Linked DNA regions of Mus musculus: regions 1 and 2 are each linked to region 3. Evidence: chromatin contacts called from public Hi-C data. All regions are on one chromosome and are shown on one strand. Each heading gives the region's core, a stretch centred on a gene start, on an enhancer-like site or on the middle of the called end of the contact. The rest is flanking DNA. Distances are from core to core; before and after follow the strand shown. Region 1 overlaps Rgs22 (regulator of G-protein signalling 22). Region 2 overlaps Rgs22 (regulator of G-protein signalling 22). Region 3 holds the start of Rgs22 (regulator of G-protein signalling 22).

Region 1 (3,062 bases), core at 216-2,715, 98 kb before region 3:
TCAATAATGCTTTACGGAAAGCAATAATCTCACAGGATGAAGATATCCACTTACTCTCCACAGGCTGTCCAAATAATACAGGAAATCAGACATGTTCCAAAAGTAGCAATCAAGTCCTTAATTAAACTAAAACCACCAACTCCCATTTTTTTTTGATTTGGCTACTGAAATGTGTGCTGTGGATGTAATAGAATTTGACAGCTTTCCCCTCAGACTCTGCATTTTTGTCTCTCTTTTTCCCCTCCCCCTCCAATGGCCCCATTACTTTTAGAAAAATTACTGGCTGACTTACATGTAACTATATTGTTAAAAATTTTTAATAGTCATTACAGTTTGGGGCCAGTGAGAAAAGAGAACAGAATAATCAGGATGCTATTGTTAGATATAGTTACAATGTGACTTATGGTGATTTACATTGTTACATTGTTACATTGTGATTTATTGTGCTTGCATTATTTTTACTACTTCTTTTATTCTTTGGATTATAATAGTTTTAAGAAAAATCAACAATTCTATCATTTAAGTTGAAGATTTACTTTAACTCTATCCTGGTAAGATTATGCTTTTATATGGAATGCTTTTAACCCATTTTAAATGAATAGTTATATTGCTTCTTAACATATTCATGTTGCAATGTTAGGAATGGAAGTCAGTGCCTCGCGCATGTAAGGCAAGTGCTCAACCACTCCACGTCACCCGTGGATACCAACAATCATTTTATTGTTTTGACACAGAACGTCATTCTGTAGCCCTGGCTGGCCCAGAACTCACTATGAAGACCAGGCTGGCCTCACCTTCGCCTGCCTCTGATTCTTGAGTGCTGGGATATTTTTGTTTTCTTCTTAATAATGAAATTCTTCTGACTGAAGATTTATTTTATACATCATAAAATCTACAAGTGCCCATGATATTTTAATAATGCTTAAAGATATTTTATCTACATCTATTTTATACTGTAGCAATTTTGGAGCAAACTTTAAAAAATATTTTACTCAATTCAAGTCACATATTCAACCTCTTTTACCCTCTTAATTTCAAAAAGCAAATAGGTTTTATTAAATTTACCAAATGTATATATTGAAAATAGATTTGAATCCTGTTGGGATTCCCCAGAGTCACTGTCATTAAGTAGGCAACGATGCAAGGACACAGTGCTCCCAAAGTACCATTGTAGCGGGACAAATAAATTATAGCAGTGACTAAATGCCATTACTGACAAGGCATTAAATAAGTTCTTGGAACGAACTGCATGTGACCATCAGTACAAATGTTGGACACAGTTTTGCAAGAAGTACCCTAGGAACTTGAGGGAGGAAAGAGTAATGAATTCCGCCTGGAGAGGGGTAGCCTGCGCTGCAGCTGAAAGGGAAAAGCACCAGGCCGTGGTGAGTGGTGGCCATTAACCCAAGCGCAGGCATAGATGCCTGTCACTCCTTAGCAAGGCAGAGCCATGCTCTCTGCACAAACACTTAAGACTCTTAGCATCTGCTCCGCATTAAGATTACAACCCTATAAATAGGAACAAGTATGGATTAAAGTGGGATGTTTATTTAAAACCCACTCAACAAAGACTGTTTTAAGGCCTGATTCTTAAGACACTAAAACTTAGCCATTTAACTAAAACCTGTAATTTAAATAAATAGAAAATAATGCAAAATATAGATCATAATAATATAAAATATATGCTCATTATACTTAGTATTTCAATAAAAATATAACAAAAACAAACCTTTCAAAAGATCGCCTCCCTTCAAGAGGCAGCCGGGAAGAGAGCTTCCTGGCAGACCCAAGCATCCTCTGACTTTAGGAGAAACCTTTATCTTTGCTCTAATTTGAACGAACCACCTAGGCCTCAGTTTTCATGACCCAGAGGGTAACCCTCTGGAGCCTGCAGACTCACTAACAGGACTATGCTCATCATACTTGCTAAAAGCACAATAAGCCATTATACAAAAGCATCCCATTACAGCGATTTTAATCATCTACAAAATCACAGTTGCTGTAGTTGCTTTCAAGCTAAGCTATAATTTGAAGTTCAAGGGTGGGGGTTGGGGGGGATAAGAATGATGTAATTCACTGGTGCCTCTTGTGACATGTTCTTTCTATATAATCCACTCTCCTGATAAGTAAATGACCACGTGCTGTAAGCACAGCTCGTGTGACAAACCCAGGCTTTCATGACTAAATAGACATATATATGTCCCCAGTGCTGGGGACCAAACCTGGGGCCTCAAGGGAAAAGCACACGTTTAAAGGTCAGCCGTATGCTCCATGGTTGAGAGGGCAGGAGCTCTGAGGAACAGGGCACACTTCCACAACCGGCCTGCAGAAGGAGGTTTAGATAATGATGGTCAGGGACAAGTCGGGGGCGGGGAGCACCACTGGGGTGGGGAGAGCACGTGTGTGTGTGTGTGTGTGTGTGTGTGTGTGTGTGTGTGTGTGTGTGAGTGTGTGTGAGTGTGTGTGAGTGTGTGTGTGTGTGTGCGCGCACGCGCGCATGTAATACTTTGTTTGAGGGAGTAGAATTTATAAGAGGAAGAATATAATTACTTGCCTTCCAAACTCCAATTTTCCTGTCGTGCCTCTGCAGTAACAGCTCATCCGCTATGTCTTTCATCTGTGTCTGAAGCAGAACCAATTATTTTATCAACATATTCAGAATTGTGTTTTAACAGCTAAGAAACAAGGCAAAGGTTAGGTTAGATAGGGAAGGAAGGACCTACAGTCAGTGTTTCAGGCGGCTCCTCATCGAGACCATCACTAAGTGCACTGCTCTGAATGTAGGCAACAGAGTGCATGTAGAACTGTCCTCATGCCAAAATGGAAGCCATAGAGGGCATGACAGCTGGTGCTGTCCAGCCATTTTGTATTTCCCGTAAGTGAAGAGAGCCATGATTCACGGGACACAGAAGGGTGTCTTCCACACACATGGGTTCCTCTATAGATGCAATAACCTCAGATGCAAAATGTCCAAATAAGAAAACTCAGTCTGTATCAAGCATGTATAGGTGTTTGCCCCTTATATATATTTTTTCCAGATGCATTTAACATTTATAGTGTAT
Region 2 (3,171 bases), core at 595-3,094, 74 kb before region 3:
TGGTCATATCAGGAGCTGGAAACCACCTAAGCTGAGTTTTTACCCTCAGGCATGAGTGCAGGCTACCCTCCTGCCAGGACTGTTGGGTGCTAAGCATTCACTCACACAAAAGCACGATAGTTCTCTTTTTGTACCAGGACTAAAAGACAGAAAACAGGACTGGGGGTGAGCAGTAGATGACATCACCTAGTTCTAACACTTTCTGGGGGTAAAGCCACATAGCTAGAATACACCACATCCCACCATCACATGCCAATTTATAACACGTTCCTTACAGACTGTTTAATTTATCCCCAGTTTTGAAAATGTGGACCATAATACAGTTCCTCTTAGTACTTTGATCGGAGTAAAGCCATCCGGAGAAGAATCCGGAGAAGAGCTAATAAGAGCGTCTTTACATTGGTCTCTTCTCATTCTGAACAGTGCCCAGACAAGGGCAGAGTTAAACTTCAAACGCTGACTTTACTTCAGCCTGGTAGATGAGTCAGAAGAGGTAAGGATGCAGCAAGAGAGAACTTGTCCATTTGTCCTCCTGAGAATGTATAAAAAGGAAGCAGCAAAGCATGAAGAGAAATAAAATTCATATTGTTGGGTCTTAACTCAGAGCCTGTCCTGCCTCGGAACCAACTCTTCACAGATCACCTTCAGCACAGCAAGTGGCTGTGTGCTCAGCTGTGACAGCTGAACAATGGCTGAGCTTGAGGGCCAGTGGCAGAGGAACACAGGAACCTCTCAACTGTGCTCAGTCACTCTCTGCTCTTGGAATTTATATAGAACACTGGGATCAAACTGTTCCCCAAAGCTAAAGGCAAAGGGAGCTCTTGGAGTGTTTATAACACAGATATGAATACCTCAATACCAGGCACTTTCAGAGATCATAAAATTTGGCAAAAAGAGAAGTGTGTTTTTACAACCACTCACAGCTCTAGCAGGCTCAGAACCTTGTGACCTGAGTTCATATGAGGCAGAGAAAGAAAACACCAAGCAACCCAACCTTTTTATTCTGCAAAAGGAGGAAAAAATGATGGTTTTAATGACTTCTCACATCCCAATAGGAGCTCAAAAACATTACTGAGAGCAGCGCCAGACAACGAATTACAGAGGAAGCTTTGCACAGATGGACTCGAGTGTGAAGAACCTTGCACTATTCAGCTAGGAATCCCGAAGACTGGGATCTAGGAATTGCAACTGCACCCAGGCTGAGATCAGCATGAGGTGGGATTGCCAAAAGACAGACAATGTGAAGACAATCAGCCGCTGGTTCCTGGCCTCGACTCAGCCCTGATTAATGAGAACTCGGAGCAAAAAAAAAAAAAAAAAAACCTCCAGAGAATGCTAATCCAGTAACAGAGGAATACTTGCTCAAATTTGTTTTGAAAAAATGAAAAATCAGAGGAAGAAATCAGAACATGCTTAAAAAAAAAAAAAGCCAGAAACAAACCATAAACTCAAGGGAAAAAATTAATTGGGAGTTTCAAGACTGACTTCAGCCATTGCTTAAGACATTTTGAGCAAAACCAATTAATCAAGTATACCGTGGAGTAAATAGACAAAGAGCTTAAAAAAATCCTATCAAACAGTCAAAAGCAATCTAAATTGCCCACGGATTTTATCATCTAATATTTTATTTAAAAAATTTAACAAAATCAGCATTTATTTAAATGAAATATTTAACCTCTGAAAATAAAGAAATCAGTGAACAACAATTCAACAGGAACAAGATTCTAGTTACTCTTTTGGTTTAAAAGTCAAGACTTGTCTCACTAGGATGCAGCCACATCTTAGTAAAGCTGGCCTCCAAGTGGCTCTGATGAGAACGACAGTCATCAGGCCAGCTGGTGTTGCAACAAAAGGCACCATTAGCCCTGTCACTGTCACTGCATGAAAGGCAAGCATGCAGACAGCAGGTCACCTGCCTGCCACTGAAGAGCACAAGCAAAGAGCACAAGTTAGCTCTTTACCCTACAAATATTCTCTCCAGTAAATACGTCAGGCTGAGTAAGGACCGGCCATCTCAGGCTGGTGAGCTGGGAACAGTCAAGGTCTGCTTCCGTGACTTCCGTTATTTGAGTGAGGTAAGAAGAGGGGAGGAGATTTCACTATTGTTCCTGAGGAACATACTAAAATCAGACTTGGAGTATAAACTCCAAGTCATCGTGTCTGGAAAGCCAGGCTGGGGGTGATTGGTAAGATGGGTCTAAGGAGTCAGTAAGCCGCTTCACAGCCAAACAGAAGAGTTGTCAGTGACCACTGTAGAAGAATACTGTAACTGTGACTACACATTCAGCATGTTACTGAGAATCCAAGCATTGCCAGTGGGTCACCTCATTCATTAACACAAGCCACTTCCAGTCCTGAATATACATGAGCACAAGGATTATCCACACAGACTCACAGGTCTGAAGGGGAAAGGTCCAGGGTGACAATTAACCTGTAATGCTCACAAGGATATTTCAAAATATTAAAGTGAAAGATTAAGCAAGGTAATAGACACATGTGAAGGGAAATTGGTAATAAAATGGCAGCTCGCAGTTCAGGTCTAGAGTTGTAGCACTCAATTCTAATTCCAAGGACGGCTAGAAAATGCCCATGGGAAAGTGTTTTCTAAACTACAGGATTGGGGTGGGAGGGGGTAACAAAAATACCTCCCTCTCAGGTTTATTAAGAATTAGACCAGCTCCTTAATCAGGGAAATGCAAATCAAAACAGCCCTGAGATTCCACCTCACACCAGTCAGAATGGCTAAGATCAAAAATTCAGGTGACAGAAGATGCTGTCGAGCATGTGGAGAAAATCGAACACTCCTCCATTGCTGGTGGGATTGCAAGCTGGTACAACCACTCTGGAAATCAGTCTGGCGGTTCCTCAGAAAATTGGACATAGTACTACCGGAGGATCCAGCAATACCTCTCCTGGGCATATACCCAGAAGGTGTTCTAACTGGTAATAAGGACACATGCTCCACTATGTTCATAGCAGCCTTGTTTATAATAGCCAGAAGCTGGAAAGGACCCAGATGTCCCTCAACATAGGAATGGATACAAAAAATGTGATACATTTACACAATGGAGTACTACTCAGCTATTAAAAACAATGAATTTATGAAATTCTAAGGCAAATGGATGTATCTGGAGGATATTATCCTGAGTGAGGTAACTCAATCACAAAAGA
Region 3 (3,080 bases), core at 281-2,780:
TCCCACCTCCTACTACTCCTACTATCTGCTGACTTAGCCTTCTCTCTTATGTTAGCCCCAGCTAGACTGTTAACGTTTTTGAGACTTAGACCCAGTATTTAGGACAATACTTTGAATACACAGTCACTCATGTTTGTTGAATGAAAAGCCAAAAGTAAATAGGATAATCAGTCAACAAGAGAAGTGGGTGCTAGAGTATTCACATTAGTAAATACTGGACGCGCTTTGAGCTCCAGCCTCAACGGTGGTAGGAAAAAGGGTTGCCTCTGTGTCTGTCTGTGCCCTGGGGCAAGCTCCTCGTGTAAGCAATATGCTTTCTAGAAGAGTCTCTAAAGACAGCACTCTCCCAAATGATAAATAGATTTGGCAAATATTTAGTATGCTCAATTTCTCCAAAATTCTGACCTGAGAACAATGTCTAGAAAACAATTTAAACACTTACAAATAGATGACTGGTTTCTGTTGCTGTTTTTGTGTTTGTCTGTTTTGGTTGTTTGGTTGATTAGTTTTGGGTTTTTTGGCTTTGTTATTTTATTATTTATTGATTGACTGGGTGGTGTTGTTGTTGTTGAGACAGGGTTTTTCTGTATAGCCCTGGCGGTCCTGGAACTTGCTCTGTAGACCAGGCTGGCCTCAAACTCAGAGAAATCCTCCTGCCTCTGCTGGAGTTTAAAGACCTGAGTGCTACCATGGGGGTGGAGGTGAGGGAGGGCTGGTATTTTTTAAGACAGGATCTCACATAGCCTTGAATTTGCTATGTCACAAAGGATGACCCCGACTCCCAGCCCTTCTTTCCCATCTCTAATGCTGGGGTGAGCAACTTTACCTACTAATGTTTACTGCAACCAGGAGCTGCCCTGCACATCACAACAAAGCCATGGAGACAGCCGGCCTGCCCCCATAGGGACAGCAAGGGTACGGAGAAACTACATGAGGTCTTTTACAGAAGAAAGCTTTAGCCCGAAGAGAATGTAAAAAAAAAGACCCGTTCTCGCCACTGTGTACTCACAAACTCTTCTTCTGTAACTTCTGGCGGCTCTGGAAGGAGACAAAACGTTACCTTTTCGTACTCAGATCTTCCTTTTAGACTAACTGAAATCATCTGCGACAGCCCCTGGCGCTACTGTATATACATATATCCCGGGTGAGCTCAGTAAAATGTTCATTATCCGCACATGGATTACATTTTAAGGTAGGATTCCAGGTGAAGGTGGGGAGGAAAGACCTTTGGACTTTGGCTTGGGACCCACTGTCACCCCAGAGCTAACCTAAGGCCCCCATTTGCAAAAGGAGAGCTTAGCGTGGTTAGCGCACAAGGTAATAGCGACTGCCCTGGGGGTTCGTATAAAAGGCAGGGAGCTGGGGCTGGGGACCCGGGCTTGGGCTGGAGGCTTGGGGCTGGGGTCGAGCGCGGTCCGGGTGCCCGAGCACTGCGGCAGGGCGCCGGGGCCCACCTACCCGCCGAGAGCCGCTTCTCCGGCATCCTGTCGGGGGAACCCAGCTGCCCGGCCCCGCTGTCTGGGGAGCGACTGCCGCCCCACGGCACGCGGCCTGGGGCTGCCCGCTGTTGCCATAGAGCTGGACAAAGCAGAGGCGCCTGGGCCAGGGGTGGCGGCTGGGGAGCGGCCGTTACTGTGGAGATCGCACGGCTCCTGGTGGGGAAGGGCTGTTGCGGGGGCGGGGGGAGCAGATCCTCCCACAGCGAAGGACCGCAGAGCCAGGCCTCAGTTTCCTTAGGTCAGACGCCTGTAGCAAAAGGTTTTTCATAAACGCTGACCACTAGGAATTACCCGAACTGGGGACCACAGATTACAGTTACCCTAAAATGTGTGTTCAGGAAAGGAGTTAGGAAAACAGAGCCCTGTGTACTGTGGCACACACCTGCAATCCTAACAGTTAACAAAAGAAGGCAGGAGAATAGAGTTACAGCTTGTTCTCAGTTACTAAGAGTTTAAAGCCAGCCTGAGCTACAGTAAAGCAAAACCACAAACAAACAAACAAAAAAGAATTTATTTAAATAGAAAAGATAAAAATTTAAACACAATTATTCTAAATACTAAAAATATTTATGTCCCAAAAATAATTTATGTCCCCCCCCCCAAATTTGTGTTTTAGTTGAGATAGGTTCTCATGTAGCCCAGGCTGGCCCTGAACTTCTGATCCTCCTGCCTCCACGTTGCTTGTACAGGTTTTGCAGGTCTTTGCCCCAACCCTGGCCAGAAAATGAAGCTCAAAGTCCCTGTCTGGGAATGGGTATGACTTGGGTGTGGAGTGATAGGGTGGGGTATAGCTCCTGTTAGACATTTGCATTGGAAATACTGCTTCCTAATTGTTTTATAAAACTTATCCCATTCTGTAGTTCTGAATTTCCTCAGTGGTACCAAATAAACCCCAAAGCTAACTGCTTGCCCCTTCCCAGCAGTACTTCCAATGCAAATGTCTAACAGGAGCTATACCCCACCCTATCACTCCACACCCAAATCATACCCATTCCCAGACAGGATCTTTGAGCTTCATCTTCTGACCGGGGTTGGGGCAAAGACCTGCAAAATCTGTACTAGGAAGGTGGAGGCAGGGGGATCAGAAGTTTAAGGCCAGCCTGGGCTACTTGAGAACCTATCTCAACTAAAACACAGATTTTGGGGGGGGACATAAATTATTTTTGGAACATAAATCTTATGACCGTTAAATGATACATCTTCCGAGTAACTCAAAGTTTCCCCCTAGAACTTTCCCTCCAAACCCCACATTCAGGTAAATACTGGATTCAGCCAGTTCTACCTTAACATATTTCTGCATTTGGGCTCTGCTCTCATTTTCCCAAGAGCACCCACACACAGCCTTAGCGCTAGCTCCCATCTGGTCTGCTGTAAAAGCTTCCTAACTTGTCAGTCTTCCAGGCTTAGCTCCCAGCTAGGAGTTCTCTTTAAATCCATTATCCATGCTGAAAGCAAAACCAGCTATCTAAATGCAAATCTGACCTACTTAAAACCCGCCAGTGGCTCCACATTTGACTCCTCAGTGTGGGGCAGGTATTTGTGTGCCCTTAAGACAATGGGTGCCTATATTTCAAGGAAGCA

Evidence for each region. A called contact is a pair of places that touch in the nucleus more often than the background predicts.
Region 1: a contact with region 3 is called in a Hi-C map of rod photoreceptor, with 2.6 times the contacts expected there. The contact joins the enhancer-like site here to the promoter of Rgs22 in region 3. A contact is called at or near these places in 7 of 39 promoter capture datasets (the 3T3-L1 cell line, 3T3-L1-derived adipocytes, the HPC-7 cell line and 4 more), 1 of 484 Hi-C or Micro-C datasets (rod photoreceptor), 1 of 115 datasets of contacts at active chromatin or transcription factors (embryonic stem cells) and 2 of 9 other capture datasets (adipose tissue and pancreatic islet).
Region 2: a contact with region 3 is called in a Hi-C map of uterus, with 3 times the contacts expected there. The contact joins the enhancer-like site here to the promoter of Rgs22 in region 3. A contact is called at or near these places in 6 of 39 promoter capture datasets (the HPC-7 cell line, cranial neural crest, embryonic stem cells and 2 more), 11 of 484 Hi-C or Micro-C datasets (Sertoli cells, embryonic stem cells, erythroblasts and 1 more) and 1 of 9 other capture datasets (embryonic stem cells).

What each region holds. Positions count from the first base shown.
Region 1 is chr15:36,040,651-36,043,712 of GRCm38.p6, forward strand. It overlaps Rgs22 (regulator of G-protein signalling 22), which reads right to left. Exons shown (of 28, transcript NM_001195748.1): 20 at 2,555-2,623; 21 at 1-64. Among named protein-coding and RNA genes, the nearest start is that of Rgs22, 98 kb to the right of the region's middle. Within about 2 kb of position 1,466, at least 6 of the 459 cell types and tissues checked have an H3K27ac peak or open chromatin away from gene starts, as enhancers often do. A contact at or near this core is called in rod photoreceptor, where this site is marked.
Region 2 is chr15:36,065,002-36,068,172 of GRCm38.p6, forward strand. All of the region lies in intron 14 of Rgs22 (regulator of G-protein signalling 22), which reads right to left. Among named protein-coding and RNA genes, the nearest start is that of Rgs22, 74 kb to the right of the region's middle. Within about 2 kb of position 1,845, at least 26 of the 459 cell types and tissues checked have an H3K27ac peak or open chromatin away from gene starts, as enhancers often do. A contact at or near this core is called in uterus, where this site is marked.
Region 3 is chr15:36,138,870-36,141,949 of GRCm38.p6, forward strand. Rgs22 (regulator of G-protein signalling 22) reads right to left here and starts at 1,531. Exons shown (of 28, transcript NM_001195748.1): 1 at 1,459-1,531; 2 at 1,010-1,038. The coding sequence starts at 1,483.